Linked DNA regions of Mus musculus: region 1 is linked to region 2. The links are chromatin contacts, called in public HiChIP or PLAC-seq maps. All regions are on one chromosome and are shown on one strand. Each heading gives the region's core, a stretch centred on a gene start, on an enhancer-like site or on the middle of the called end of the contact. The rest is flanking DNA. Distances are from core to core; before and after follow the strand shown. Region 1 overlaps Alk (anaplastic lymphoma kinase). Region 2 overlaps Alk (anaplastic lymphoma kinase).

Evidence for each region. HiChIP or PLAC-seq counts read pairs in DNA pulled down with a chosen protein or histone mark.
Region 1: a contact with region 2 is called in an H3K4me3 HiChIP or PLAC-seq map of embryonic basal ganglia, with 5 times the contacts expected there. The contact joins two enhancer-like sites. A contact is called at or near these places in 1 of 484 Hi-C or Micro-C datasets (embryonic fibroblasts) and 1 of 115 datasets of contacts at active chromatin or transcription factors (embryonic basal ganglia).

The regions. Positions count from the first base shown.
Region 1 is chr17:72,503,969-72,506,689 of GRCm38.p6, forward strand. All of the region lies in intron 1 of Alk (anaplastic lymphoma kinase), which reads right to left. Among named protein-coding and RNA genes, the nearest start is that of Alk, 99 kb to the right of the region's middle. Within about 2 kb of position 1,338, at least 30 of the 459 cell types and tissues checked have an H3K27ac peak or open chromatin away from gene starts, as enhancers often do. A contact at or near this core is called in embryonic basal ganglia, where this site is marked.
Region 2 is chr17:71,980,031-71,982,947 of GRCm38.p6, forward strand. All of the region lies in intron 8 of Alk (anaplastic lymphoma kinase), which reads right to left. Among named protein-coding and RNA genes, the nearest start is that of Gm41613, 150 kb to the right of the region's middle. Within about 2 kb of position 1,306, at least 67 of the 459 cell types and tissues checked have an H3K27ac peak or open chromatin away from gene starts, as enhancers often do. A contact at or near this core is called in embryonic basal ganglia, where this site is marked.

The DNA of each region.
Region 1 (2,721 bases), core at 88-2,587, 520 kb after region 2:
CTACCTAGACAGACACACTACCCTGGTGGAGAGGACAAGCAGAAAAGGCACTCATAGACCATTAGAATCTCTGTATGAAACATCGAGAAGGTTAGCATCTTCATATTCAGTCCTCTACTGGTGGTGCCATCTTGTGAGGTTGCGTAACCTTTTGGACATGAGGCCTAGCTGTCTGATTTGGGGGCACTTAGAGGACTATAGGCTAGATTTACCACTGGATAGGCTCTCTGCCTCCATGAGATGTGGAGGTACCTCCAGGTACCTATTCCTGCCAGCTATCTTCTCTGCCATGTTTCCCCTAGCTACTGTGATAGACCAGATCTTCCCAGGCCATGTTTGTGTTCATTATTCTGTCACAGAAAAATAAATAAAACAGAGACCATCAGCACAAATTCTTCCCTACCACATGCCGGCTTGGAAAGAGAAGAAATTTGTGACTTCTTGAGGTACTCTCATGCGTGCACGCATGTATTCATTCATTCATTCATTCATTCAGTGCATCTCCTAGGCATTGCTCGAAAGGCCAGAGGTAATGTAGCACTAGACGAAACAACAGCAAAAATAAATTAAACAAAATAAGACAGAGAATGGTGTCTCTCAGTAGGTACTGAAGGGAATTCTGGGAAGGAATTTTCATCTGAAGGACTTCACTTAGGTCAGGGGATCTGAGCATGGATGGCTTCTAAGTTTGAGATGAGCTCTTCAGGTGGGGTTATCTGCTTACAGAGAAAGCAAAAAGCGAATCCCAAACGGTGTCCGGCCCGCCCTTGTTGGGCTCTGTGTAGCATAGCGACAGTGTTTTCTCTCTTGCCATTCAGCATTTCCACAGAGAACAAAGCACATGACAGATGCCTTCTTGGCTCACCAGACACCTCTGTGCAAGGCGGGGAGGCAGCCTTATTATTCCCTTTATTATCTCCTATTACTGTTTGCTTCCATTTTTTTCTCAGGGTTTTGAATTTGTAAAATAGATGAGGAGTTTTGATGTGACCTGGATTATACAAACACCTGTGCAGATGCCGCCGCTGTTTTGTCCCTCGGAGAGAAATGACTGCAAGTGTGGATTTGAATCAACTTGGTCATTATTATATTATTTGAGGTTTTCTTTTCTTTCTCTCTCTCTCTCTTTTTTTTCCTCCTTTCCATAGCCTAATTTTAGATTTCTTCTTCCACTTCCCCAACTCTATTAGAATAAGGTTTTCATTTTAATCACACTCACTGGGCAGGCCAAATTTAGGAATAATGAAAACAAAAAGTGTTAGGCAAAATGAGACGTTAGAGGAAGCCCAGGCTGCACGTGCAGTGCATGCTGAATGCACGCTGGCCGAGACCAGCGTGTGCTTTCCACAAGGGCCCTGCTTAGGGCCCTGAATCCCAGCCCCTGCTGTGCTCCCCAAAGCAAGGCAGCCCATTAGCACTCGAAGAATATGCTGTTGTCACGCTGCTTCTGTCTCCCATGCCTTTGCAGCCTAGTTGCAGATTTGGGGTTTCATAGTCTAGGATGGGGGTTGCCCTGGATTCTGCAAATAGGCACTGGAGTCTGCAAGGCTCCAGAATGGGTGGAGCTACAGGGAAGGCCTTTCTACTCTGCATATTCTTTTCCTAGGGCTTTGTCCTTAGACCCTACCTACACAGAATCTGATCTGAGGTGTTTCTTAAACCACTGCTCTCCTGCAAAGGCAACAGGGCCAATTTGAAGCCAAAATTCTGGCTGTGAGGAATGGTCAGCCCTACCCAGTTCTAAAGTCCTTTGGAAAATCCTCCTCTCTGGGAAGAGAAATGAGAGGGAAGAAGGGACCTCTTGTCCTCTGGGTATAGCAGCCTCTGTTGCATCCCCAGAGAATCAATTCACAGATGGAAGGCTCTCAGACCCTAGTCAGCTCTGACTCATCAGAGCCTGCATCTTCACAGGTTCCAGAGGTTCCAGAAGATTCTTATTCATGCCCCCCAAATCAAGAAACATTTCTCATTTCCATTTTCCCATTCAGAACAACATGGAGTAGTCAATGAGACTTATGAATAAATAAGAGAGCCATGAGCATCTGGCTGTGTATTGGAAGTTGACTCCATCTATATCTTCTTCCTGTCTCAGTCTCCTTGTCTGTTCCATAAACCATCACTTCCTCCGTAGGACTTTGTCTGAATGAAAATCATTCCTACTACCCGACACAGGGCCTAACAAGATGACTATTGGCCAGGGGGTTTTTACTCCTGACTATATCTCCACAGAGTGCAGCGAGAAAAAGCCACTGCTATCAAAAGCCATCTACTAACTGAACCTCTCCAATGGACCTGAAATACCTGTATGTCTAGACATCTAGAAATGGTTCAAGCAGAGCATTTGTACATCTTTTGGTCACTGGGATTTTGATGCTGCCTAGAGGGGCTCACTTCTCACCGTGTTAACTCCTACAACTAGACTCCTCATACTCTGCCAGCCACTAGAAAAGTTTCCAGAGAGTGCGTGCCTGCCTTCCTTCACAGCTCCAGTCCTCATGCTTAATGTGCCATAATGTACCAAAATGACTGTGTCTTCCACAGACTTAGTTCTTGGTACAGGTGGACAGTAGACAATTCCAAAGCCTTTACTGACCAGGCAGGGGAGAGGAAAGCTTCTGTCCTTAAAAGTAGAATATCTTAGATATTGGGATAAGAGGGTCTTTAAAAATTTGCAAATTATTTCATTGCTCTCTCTCTCTTTAAAAGGGACACTCGGTTCCT
Region 2 (2,917 bases), core at 56-2,555:
ATTTATTTATTTATTTATTTATTTATTTATTTGCCTTTTCATGGGAGACTTTGTCATTAAGTTTGAGAAACTGAAAACTCAGGTCTCATGAGAGTTCCTCTGTGTCTCCTCGCTTGTCCGCAGGAGGAGGTTGAGACAGCTTTGCATAAATTCAGTCAACACTCCTGGATCTCATATTGAGCAGCTGGCAAAGAAAGGGCTATCCTTCCATGCATGGACACCAGAAGAGTCTTTAAAAATCTAAACCAGACAACAATTGATGGGAGGGTTTCCATGGCTTCTACGGGACTGTCACCATAGGGTACCATTCTTATAGGGGTTGTAGGCACGGCTTGAAGGCTGGCAGAAGGAAATTCTCCATGCCAGTCTTCTCTCCTATATCTGTCGAGGTCACATTTGACAATCTTAAGGACACAGAGTATGGGTCTTTTTCCCTTTAGGCCAGAAAGCCCACACAGACATGTCAGAACTCCATAGCTAACCTTTTTGCCTGGGCTCAGCTGCCCCAGCAGTGAATTAAAGTTATTATTATTTTTTTCCCTTGGGTTGACTTCAGGGTAGAAGGTTCTGGTTGTGTTTTAGGATATCATTTTGTGTGTGTGTGTGTGTGTGTGTGTGTGTGTGTGTGTGCACGTGTACACAAATGCTTCAATGCCCTTGGAATGTAAGGACAGAGCTGCAGATCAGGCAAGGTCAGAAAACCAGCAGTTGAGAGCTGACTATCACAAAAACTGGTGTATGATAGCCATCTTCCTGGGTCCTTCATATTCCTGCAGCCCATAAAAGAAAAACCACTCCCCTGTTTTAGAGTGGAAAGAAATGAGAGAAGCCTAATCCTTCCTGCCCCAGGCTTTCTTCTGGCCTGAGAACATGGCTTAAAATATTCTAGTCACAGGCAGGCTATTCAAATAAAACAGAATTTCAAACCACACAGGGCTTGTTGAGACAGTCAGGCTTCTGGAATGTGTGAAAGGCAGGGGGAGGGGTGGGACAGCCCCCACCCCTCTCACGTCCTCCTCTGTATTAGCAGCAGCTGCAATGGTAGACACATCAGAGTGTCTAAAGCCAAGTCAGACTGGAACAGGCCTGACAGCCAGTACATGAAAGCTACGGCAAGCCTTTCCTCCCCCGTGGCAACTTTAATTATTTGAACTGGAGCTCAGCGAAATAAAAATAAAAATAAAAATAAAATAAAAATAAGAATATATTGTAAGTGGCTCCCTAGTTTCCTGCAGAGAATAGCTTGTGGCAGGGAAGGGGAACCGAAAAGAGTCACAATACTCTCTCTGTTTGTGGCTGGGCTAGGCAGGGGTCTTTAAATATTCATGCTTTATGTGCAACTGTGCAAAGAACAGGAGGAGGTGAGGCCCGCAGTAGTGGTTGGGCAAGAAAGGTAGCAGTAGTGGCTGCAGGTAGCCAGAGGGGGACATGGGAGCTCAGAAGCTCATGGAAGGCTCTAGGGGTTGGCTTGGCACAAGGCTCATGCTGGCCATGACCTCATTGTTGATGGGCATTTGATTTAGTTCTGTACGCTCTTCCAGCCCCTCTGTCTCCCTGCCCCTGTTCCTGATTTCTTTTCTGAGTCGTGTTTGTAAATGGCAAGATGCATCACCCTGCTTGGGGTGGCAGGTATTGGGGGAAGCTCTGCATGCACTCAGGATGGATTTTGCTCACCATTGACGGGGCATACAAACAGTTGATAAATCTTAGGATCCAGGGCCAGCAACCAAGTCACCAAGGATGGAGATTGAAGATGCAGAGACCCAGTCTCAGTGACGTCTTTCAGGAGGTCAAAAAGGAGCCCAAGAAGCCCCGTTTGTTCACTTTCCAAGTGAATGCAGTGGAGAAACATAGACTTACTAGCTAGTTCCTTCCTAGATTTGGAGGGAAATTCATCAAAGGGGACCTGGGCACCCTGTGGGAATGCACTGGTGAACGTGGGGTGTTGTGAGCCTACATTTTTGAGGTTTTCTGCATACATTAACTTTGGCAGACCAGGATTGGTATGTCTGTAGAGAAGGTACTCTATGGTCAGTGAAAGTCCTGAAGTCCAGGCCAACCAAGGCATCCATCCCCATGTGTTTGTCCCTCATCAGCGGTGTCCTCCACACCTCTATCTAGCACCCATCTCTCTGTATCCTCTTACTCTAGGGAAGCCTTTTTAGGAATTGTGGGGCTCAAAGACTGAGACCTGAGCCACCATGTAGTCTTGCACAGCAATGCAGCAGGAACTGGTTTCCTTGCTATTGCAGCTCAGCTATCCTGGAAGAAAGAAATCCACTTCCTACCTTCTGCATGGAGGATTTGGGTGTAGTGAGAGAGACAGGGGTTATAAACCTGTACACACACATTTCTATTTTGGTTATTTATTTACCTTGCATTCCCCTCATACCTCAGGAAGATGATGATGATGACTATGACAATGACGACGACGACAACAACAACAACAACAACAACAACAACAATAACAACATCAACAACAATATATTGCTCTTAACATTGAGAGCCGATCAACCTTAGATATCCATGGTCTGAAATACTGAAGGTGAAAGTCATTGTAGTATAAACATATTCAAACATGAGTGATGCAATTGTGTGTGTGTGTGTATGAACCCTCCCCTTTCTTTCCATCGTACCTGCTTAGCCAAGTTCTGGAAAAGGGCAGGAAATAACAGAAACAGCCTAGAGCAAATCTAACCAGAGGAGAAAGAAAGCCAAGGAAAACACCTGTCTCAGCTATTGATCAACTCAAAGGTTATCAGAGAAGTGACAGAGTATTAGGGAAATATTGCTTTGCTTTGACATTTCTTCCTCTGAAATTAGGCTTATATTCAGCCCAGAGAAGAATAAATTTAAAGACCAAATGCACCTTCGGAGCCTCCTGTCCTCTCAGGTGGGCCAACCATCTGTCTTCATT